2 separate regions of the Sus scrofa genome follow, and region 2 is linked to region 1. A link is a contact called in public HiChIP or PLAC-seq data. All regions are on one chromosome and are shown on one strand. The core of a region is the stretch at or near the end of the contact, and the rest is flanking DNA. Distances in the headings are between cores, read along the strand shown. Region 1 holds the start of ZNF584 (zinc finger protein 584). Region 2 holds the start of MZF1 (myeloid zinc finger 1).

Region 1 (4,132 bases), core at 1,423-3,922:
CTCCAGTGTGCCCTCCTGGCCCACCACACACATAACGCCGTACTGCAGCATGCTACAACTCCACGCCCGCAGCACAACCTCACCAGTCCTCTCCAGTGGCACTTCTCCAGAGTGCATCCATAGAGAGCAACCACAATCCCCTCCGTCCCATGTCCTCCCCACACCTCCAAAGGCCCACTGCCAACGGGGTCCCCCAGGTCTGCACAGAGGGCTGCTCAGCCTTCAACACAAGCCCAGGAACCACACATGGAGCTCCAGGACCCCAACCCTCCTCCTTCTCTGCCTTTGAGACAAGCTGGGACTTGGGAACTTTTGATGCACTGCCTGCCTCTGGACAAACTCTCCCCCAGCAAAAAAAAAAAAAAAAAAAAAAAAAATGCAAAGAAACTGAAAGGGACTAAAAATAATTGCCTGCAGGGAGTTCCCATAGTGGTTCAACTGTTACCAACACGCCTAGTATCCATGAAGACATTGTTGGATCCCAAGCCTCGCTCAGTGGGTTAAGAATCCGGCGTTGCCGTGAGCTGTGAGGAAGGTCGCAGACGCGGCTCGGATCTGGTGTGGCTGTGGCTATGGGGCAGGCTGGCAGCTGCAGCTCCGATTTGACCCCTAGCCTCGGAACTTCCATATGTCACAGGCATGGCCCTGAAAAGACACACACGCACACACGACACGTGCAAATTATGAAAACACGCCCTTCACACAACACCACCAAGGGGTGGGCCGACCACCTAAGCCACCCGTCGCGCTAAACACCTGGACCCACCCCTCACCCCATTAAAGAAACCACTTGGTCCCACCCTCAAAGCGTGAGCGAGGAAACCTGTTAATTGCTTTCGCTCCCTTACGCTGCAACGTGAGTGCCAAGAAAACCTGGTCTGAATTTCTTATCCAGTCTCTTATCAATTTCTACCGACTAAGTAAGCCAAGAACCCTGGTGGGTAACCCTTCGCACAGACTGTCCCTTCACCTGTCACAGCCTTCCTCACCTCTCCAGTGCTCGTTCAGAGTCTGCCCCCGCCGGGTGCCGAGCCAGGTGAAGAGATTTTGGTGGGGGCACCTCCCACTCACCTGCGCCTCCTCGGCCATCGGAAACTGGCGGCAGACGCAGCTGAGATCCGTACCAGCAGGAGCCCAAAGCCGACAAGGAAAACACTCCCAAAGCCTAGGAGCTAAGTCAAGAGGTTCTCAGGGTGGCACAGCCAGTCTCAGAAAGAGGGGTTTATGTCCCGGGTCAGGGAGCGAGCAAAGGTGCTGAGAGGGTCGCTGCGCTTCCCTCCGCCGGGTTGGTCTCTGGTGCCAACGCTGCCCTCAAAACGCTCGCACCGACAGCCAGCGGGGGCCAAACCGGAACCGCAGGGCAACGCCGGAAGTCCCACCCGCGGTGCCCCTTAGACTCCCGCAACGCAGAGCTCTCGTCACCTCTGACCCCGTGCGGGCGCTCAAAGACTACACTTCCCATGAGCGCAGAGGAACGGACATAGCCAATGATAGCCCAGGGGAGGGGCCCCGCATCAGCTTGGCGGGAACTTCCGGTGTCGAATTTCGACGGCTCCCTGCCCTCACACCAGGCGGAGGAATAGAGCGTCTACGTGAGGGGTGGCCTCCGGGAGGCTCCCCGAGCTCGCGGAAAGCGGCGCGGGCAGGGCTTGGGAGTTGGGGAGTCCCGCCACGTCCTGTAGGCGCGGGGACCGTGGCGAGTGTCTGGTCTCCCTTAGCTGCCGTGGCCCCAAAGGTAGAAAGGTGCAATGACATTCACTGATTTCAAGTGCAAAATTCGATGAGGTTGGAAAAATATTTATTATTTATGCCATTTATTAATATTATGTATGGCATTTATTAGATTCGAGTTACTTTTTGGGGTCATCTCCTTAGCCCAATACAGCTTTATCCCACCCACCTCCATTGTGCTGTTACTGGCAAGTATATTTGTTATTGGCTGAACAGTACAATTGTAAGTACATGTACTTTTAAAGTAAGAAATATGGGAGTTCCTGTTCTGGTTCAGCAGGTTACGAAGCCAACTAGTATCCATAAGGATGCAGGATCCATCTTTGGCCTTGCTCAATGGGTTGGGGATCTGGCCTTGCCATGAGCTGTAGTGTAGGCTGCAGACTCTGCTAGGATCTCAGGTTGCAGTGGCCGCTGTTGCTGTGGTGTATGCTGTAGCTCCAATTTGACCCCTAGCCTGGGAACTTTGATGCCACGGGTGCGACCCTAAAGAGCAAAAAAAAAAGGGCGGGGGGTGGAGTTCCCAGGTTAAAGGTCAGGCATTTTCACTGCAGCAGCTATGATCGCTGGGAACCTAGGTTGTACTGGGACCTTCCACAAGCCAAGGATGGGACAGGGTGGGGAAGAGAGCAGAAACCTCCAAGTCACCAAGACACAAGCCTGAGTTGGCACCTGTGCACTATTTAACAAGCATACATTCTGTTTATCAGGTGTCTATCTGCTGATGATAAATGTAATCCGTGTTCAATGCCAGCCTTTTTTTCACAGCAATACCCTAATTATCTGCAATAGTGCCCTATTTATTGTTAGACACTTTCCCCTTAAAACAGTGTGGTTCCTAAGTACATTTTATGTACCTTCTTGGAGCTGTTTCTGGAGAGTTGTGGGTTTGTTTTTGTCTTTCTAGGGCCGCACCCCCGGCAATATGGAGGTTCCCAGGCTAAGGGTCTAATCAGAGCTGTAGCTGCCGGCCAGTGCCAGAGCCACAGCAACACCAGACCCGAGCCGCCTCTGCGACCTACACCACAGCTCACAGCAACGCCGGATCCTTAACCCACTGAGCAAGGCCAGGGATTGAACCCACAACCTCATGGTTCCTAGTTGGATTCGTTAACCACTGTGACACGACAGGAGCTCCAAAAATCCTTTATGAGACTTGCGTTTTGCAGATAATTTCTCCTAGACTACGACTTGTCATTTCATACTGTTTCTTGTTGTCTTTCACAGAGCAGAATTTCTATTTAGAGAAGTCCAACTGTACATCTTTCTTCATGGATCATGCTTTTTGTGTTGTATCGAAAAGTTGCCTCAGAGTTCCTGTCGTGGCGCAGTGGTGAACGAATCTGACTAGGAACCATGAGGTTGCGGGTTCGGTCCCTGCCCTTGCTCAGTGGGTTAAGGATCTGGCATTGCCATGAGCTGTGGTGTAGGTCACAGATGCGGCTCGGATCTGGCGTTGCTATGACTGTGGCGTAGGCGGGCGGCTACAGCTGCGATTCGACCCCTAGCCTGGGAACCTCCATATGCCGTGAGAGTGGCCCAAGAAATGGCAAAAAGACAAAAAAAGAAAAAGAAAAAAAAAAGAAAAGTTGCCTCAATGCCAAACTCAAAAGTCACCTAGAGGGAATTCCTGTTGTAGTTCAGTGGGTTACGAACCCGACTAGTATCCATGAGAATGTGGATTCAATCCCTGGCCTCGCTCAATGGGTTAAGGATCTGGCACTGGCATGAGCTGTGGTGTAGGTCGCAGACATGGCTCAGATCTGGCATTGCTGTGGCTGGGGCCTAGGCGGGCGGCTACAGCTCCAATTCGACCCCTACCCAGAGAACTTCCATATGCCACAGGGCACCCCTAAAAAGAAAAAAGACTTTCCAACACTGGTGGCAATCTTATGGCCTTCCTTCCACATGAACCTTCTGGTGCCAAATGAGATAAGAGTTTCTGCTATAGACCGTCCCACAGTCAGAGCATCCGTAAGGCCTTACTCCAGTGTGAGCTCGCTGGTGCCAAGTAAGGCTGCAGTTTTGGCTAAAGAATGCACCACATTCTTTGCCCTCAGAAAGCCTTTCCCCAGTATGAATTCTCTGGTGCTGAGCAAGTGTGAATTTGTGGCTAAATGTTTTCTCGCATTGGAAGCACTTGAAACATTTTGTTTCACTGTGTACTTTCTTTCCTTTTTTGTGTGTGTGTTTTGTCTTTTGAGGGCCTCACGGCCTATGGAGGTGCCCAGGCTACAGGGTCGAATCGGAGCTGTAGCCGCTGGCCTACACCACAGCCACAGCAACACGGGATCCGAGCCGCCTCTGCGACCTACACCCCAGCTCACAGCAACGCCGGATCCTCAACCCACGGAGCAAGGCCAGGGATCGAAGCTGCCGCCTCATGGTTCCTGGTGGGATT
Region 2 (4,242 bases), core at 1,107-3,606, 130 kb before region 1:
ATTGTGCATTGTGTCACACCTTGAAGGCAGGACTTGTACCTGCTGAGCACTCTGTTGGGTCCCTAGGCCCAGGAAGAGAGCCTGGCACTTTGGAGACATCCAGTAGTCATTTGCCAACTAAGTCACTAAATCAAAAATAGTGGAGGAGTTCCTGTCGTGGCTCAGTTGTTGATGAATCCAACTAGGAACCATGAGGTTGCGGGTTCGATCCCTGGCCTTGCTCAGGGTTAAGGATCTGGCGTTGCCGTGTGCTATAGCTCTGGCGTAGGCCGGCGGCTACAGCTCGAGTAGACCCCTAGCCTGGGAACCTTCATATGCCACGGGTGTGGCCCGAGAAGAAGGCAAAAAGACAAAAAAAAAAAATAGTGGTGGGAAGCAGGCTTCTCACTTTGTCCCTTCTGCACTGCAAATCATGTGAAAGTAGTATTTGATAAAAACAGTGAAAATTTCTTGAAGGAATGTGGGTGAAAAACAGGGACAAATGCCTCACAAATCTGTATTTGGGGAATGGATACGGTACCGGGGAGTACCTTCAGGGAAACAGGCTGCGCCTTGCTTAAAGTCTAAGCAGGTCTAGAAAAGGCTTCCTGCCCCGAGTGGGGGCCCTGAATTCCAAACCGCTCAGGCTCCCATTCCGCCGTCTCCACATTCATGCCTTCGCTTGCTCACCCATGATTTTCTAATTTTCCAATTTTCTTTTTTTTTTTTTTTTTTTTTCCCTTGCTTGCTTTTTAGGGCTGCAGCATCTGTGGCATATGGAGATTCCCAGGCTAGGGGTCAAAACAGAGCTACAACTGCCGGCCTACATCACAGCCACAGCCACGCCAGATCTGAGCCGCGACTGCGACCCACACCACAGGTCACGGCAACGCCGGGTCCTTAAGCCGCTGAGCGAGGCCGGGATCGAACCCGCAGCCTCATGGATCGTAGTCGGGTAGGTTGACCGCTGAGCCACGAAGGGAACTCCTTTTCTTTCTTTCTTGGACGCACCCGTGGCATATGGAGTTCCCGGGCCAGGAATCGAATCCAAGCCGTGGCTGCGGCAACCCGCTGCACCACAGCAGGAACTCCCCACAAACTTCAGTTACATTCACTCGATCCTTCATCCTCTCCCTCCTACTCTATATAAAGTCCCCAAGCCCGCCTCCAGGGGAGGCGTGAGACTACATTTCCCAGAAGGCCGCGGGGCCGCCGAAGGCTCCGATTGGCCGGCCCGAGGTCTCCGTTCCCTTCCCCCCACCGGAACCGAGAGTACCTGCGCCTAAGCCCCTTGGCCGGAGCCCCCGGGTCCCCCGCGGCCGACCGCCCTCATCTCCGGACCACGACGCGGGCCGGCTGCCTCAACTAGGCCGGCGGGGCTGCGGCCCCAACCCATCTCCTGCCCCAGGCACCGCTTCCCGGTGGCCGCCGATCCCAGCCTCCATCTTATCGGCGGAAGCGGAGGTTGCCAGGCGACGGCCGGGATTGGAGGGGGCCGCTTGGGGCCCGCCCGACGGCGCTCCGGCGCTGCGCGGTCCCCCGGGCCCGCCGGGATATGGGAACGTAGTTCGGCGACGAGGTGGCCGAGCGCGGGGTCCAGGCTGGGGCGCCAGAGGCCACCTCTGCCCAAGGCTGGCTTTCTCGCCCATTAAGACCTCTCCTGTCTTTCCCCGAGTTCTACTTTCAGTCTCTCTCTCTCTCCATCGTCCTCCCTAATCTCCCTCCCTTCCCGGCGGTGTCTCACTGTTTCCTCATTCCGGGGAACTGTGCCCTTTCAGACTGTCAAAACATAATTTCGAAAGAGCAAAAAACATACGCGTCAAAGACTTATCTACCTCGGTGGGAACTAGCAAGGTGACACAGGTGGTTCTGGGAATATGAGAGAGAAGGAACAGCAGAGGGGGTGAAAGAAGAAAGAAGGAATAATGAAATAAAAGTGTGGGAGCTCCCTTCGTGGCTCAGCGGTTAACGAACCCGACTAGGACCCATGAGGATGCGGGTTCGATCCCTGGCCTTGCTCAGCGGGTTAAAGATCCCGCGTTGCCGTGAGCTGTGGTGTAGGCCAGCGGCTGAAGCTCTGATTCCACCCCTAGCCTGGGAACCTCCATGTTGCCGCGGGTGCGGCTCTAAAAAGCAAAGAAAGAAAATAGCAAAGTGGGATTAGTAGCGCTTCACAAGGCAGTGGAGAGGCCCAGCACTTAGTATCCTGCTTAGTGTCCTACAGTGTGATAAAAACAAAAAACTTGGGGTACCCTTTTCTACTGAACAGAAAGCACTACAGTCTATCAACCTTCTACAAGTTAGCATCTAACTTCACAGTATCTGGACTCTGATCAAAAGCAGTGAAGTGAGAAGTCGTTGCTCTGGTTAGGAAATCAGATGACCTGAAGGAGACTTGGCAGAGATGGTGCGAAGGCTTCCAGACATCTTTCTTGTCTTATTGTCAAGTTTTGTGTAAGTTTTCTTCACAAGCGTCCCTCCCGCTCCGTCTCTCTTCTTGCTGTCACCTTTCCCCGAGTCTTTGAAACTCTCGATCTATTTTACTGTACCTCTAATTTCTGTCCCTTTCTCGCCTCTTGCTTCTGTACTCCTGATCTCTATCCCTTGAAACTCGATCTGCACGTCTTGTCGCCGTAAACGAATTCTCCCTCTCCTGTCTCTCCTTTCCTCTCCATCCCGCCCCGATCTCTCTCCCTCTTGTTAACGGTCCTGACACAAGTCTACCCAGCCCTGCCTCCCTGTCTTCTTATCGCACAGTTTAGGACTCTGAGAGCAGAAATCTTCGTTCTTTCTGTCCTGCCCGTGTCTCTGTCCCGGGGGCTGTTCACTTACTTTCACTGTCTCTAGTCACAGCCTGCCCCGCCCCCGCTCCTCAGTGTCTGTCTGTCAGTCCTCGCAGTCTCTCTCGCTCGGCATCACCTCCTCCCATCTCTCCCATCCTCCTGCAGACGCCTGCGGGTACCCATGGTTGCACTGGAAAGCGCCGGCACCACCCGCGCGGTTACCATGGAGACGCCCGGGCCGCCTACGGTCCGCTGGCACAAAAGAGCATCTTCGCGTTGCGCGCACGCGCGCAGAGGGCCGGCCGCCACGCCTCCCAGAAACGGCTGGGCTAAGCCCCTCTCCCGGGCGAAAGCGCGAGAGGCTCGCTTGCGGTCCTGTGGGCGACGGCACGGGTGGCCCAGTCTCTGCAGGGGGTTGCCATGGAGAAAGGGGCTGACGGAATCCAAGCGAGGGCCGTGATTGGTTCAGGGTCCTGCTAATCCCTAGGAGCCGCGTAGAGAATGGAGGAAGACGTTGTGGAGGGCATGCGCTGTTGGGCAGGCGGTGCTGCCTCCTGTTGCCCCCTGGGAAGCTTGCGCGCGTCGACGGGCCCCTGACGCTTGGATGTGAGGCTGGGAGCGCAGGAAGGCGCGGCCCGGAGTGTGATCCGATCGTGGCGAACGACGCTGCCCCGGGGGACAGCGGGAGGAGGGCGGAAACTGAGACGAGCTTGCGGGAAGGGCGAGGCGGCGCCCGGGCTGGTGCGTGGAGCATTCTGGGAGACAAAGTCCGTCGGGGCGGGGGAAGTCGGGAGCGCGCATGCTCAGGAGCACGGAGCGGCCCGCTGAGTGCGGAGGTGAGGGCGGGCGCCCCTCGATCGGGAAGGTGCGGGCAGGGACCCGGGCGGCGGCCCAGCGGGACCAGGAGCGCGGAGCAGGGGCCTGGGCGCTCCCTGTGGACCGGCTCAGTGCTGTTGTGCGAAGCTCGCCAATCCCTGGCCGTTGCCACGGCGACGGAATCTGGAAACCCCGCCCCCAGTTGCCATGGCGGCACCCGGACCTGCCCCGGCTTCCTAAAGCAGACATGGCCAGCCAAGACTTCTGGTAAATGTAGTTTATCGAGCTCCGAAGGGCCGGCTCGATCGCTAAGGCCCAGCTTTCTCCTGAGGTTTCGGTTGACTTGGAATCTTGAGGAGTGAAGGATAGACTCCCAGGATCAGACGGCCTTCGAACCCGAATTCACACCATCAATAAACTCAGATTTCTTCACAAATCTTGCACTTTACCTCCTGCTGCAGAAGGAGCAGCGCGAGTGGAGGGGAAGTTGGGGGACCGTCCCCCTTTGCAGATGGGGAAACTGAGGTTCCCAGAGAGACAGCGACATGCCAAGGTTAGGACTCTCCGACTTTGCTTGCAGGCTATGAGTCCAGGGGTCTCTAAGCCTTTGTAGCCAACCCCCACCCACGCCCAAACCCCTATTACCTCAGCCCCGCCTAAATCG

What was found. HiChIP or PLAC-seq counts read pairs in DNA pulled down with a chosen protein or histone mark.
Region 2: a contact with region 1 is called in an H3K27ac HiChIP or PLAC-seq map of alveolar macrophages. The contact joins the promoter of MZF1 here to the promoter of ZNF584 in region 1. A contact is called at or near these places in 11 of 47 Hi-C or Micro-C datasets (alveolar macrophages, blood, embryonic fibroblasts and 6 more) and 2 of 2 datasets of contacts at active chromatin or transcription factors (alveolar macrophages and skeletal muscle).

What each region holds. Positions count from the first base shown.
Region 1 is chr6:62,989,754-62,993,885 of Sscrofa11.1, reverse strand. It overlaps ZNF584 (zinc finger protein 584), which reads right to left and starts at 2,672. Exons shown (of 3, transcript XM_021097413.1): 1 at 1,072-2,672. The coding sequence starts at 1,089.
Region 2 is chr6:63,122,139-63,126,380 of Sscrofa11.1, reverse strand. MZF1 (myeloid zinc finger 1) reads left to right here and starts at 2,356. Exons shown (of 6, transcript XM_021097358.1): 1 at 2,356-2,433. LOC110261337 (tigger transposable element-derived protein 1-like) reads right to left here and starts at 2,447. Exons shown (of 3, transcript XR_002345404.1): 1 at 2,364-2,447.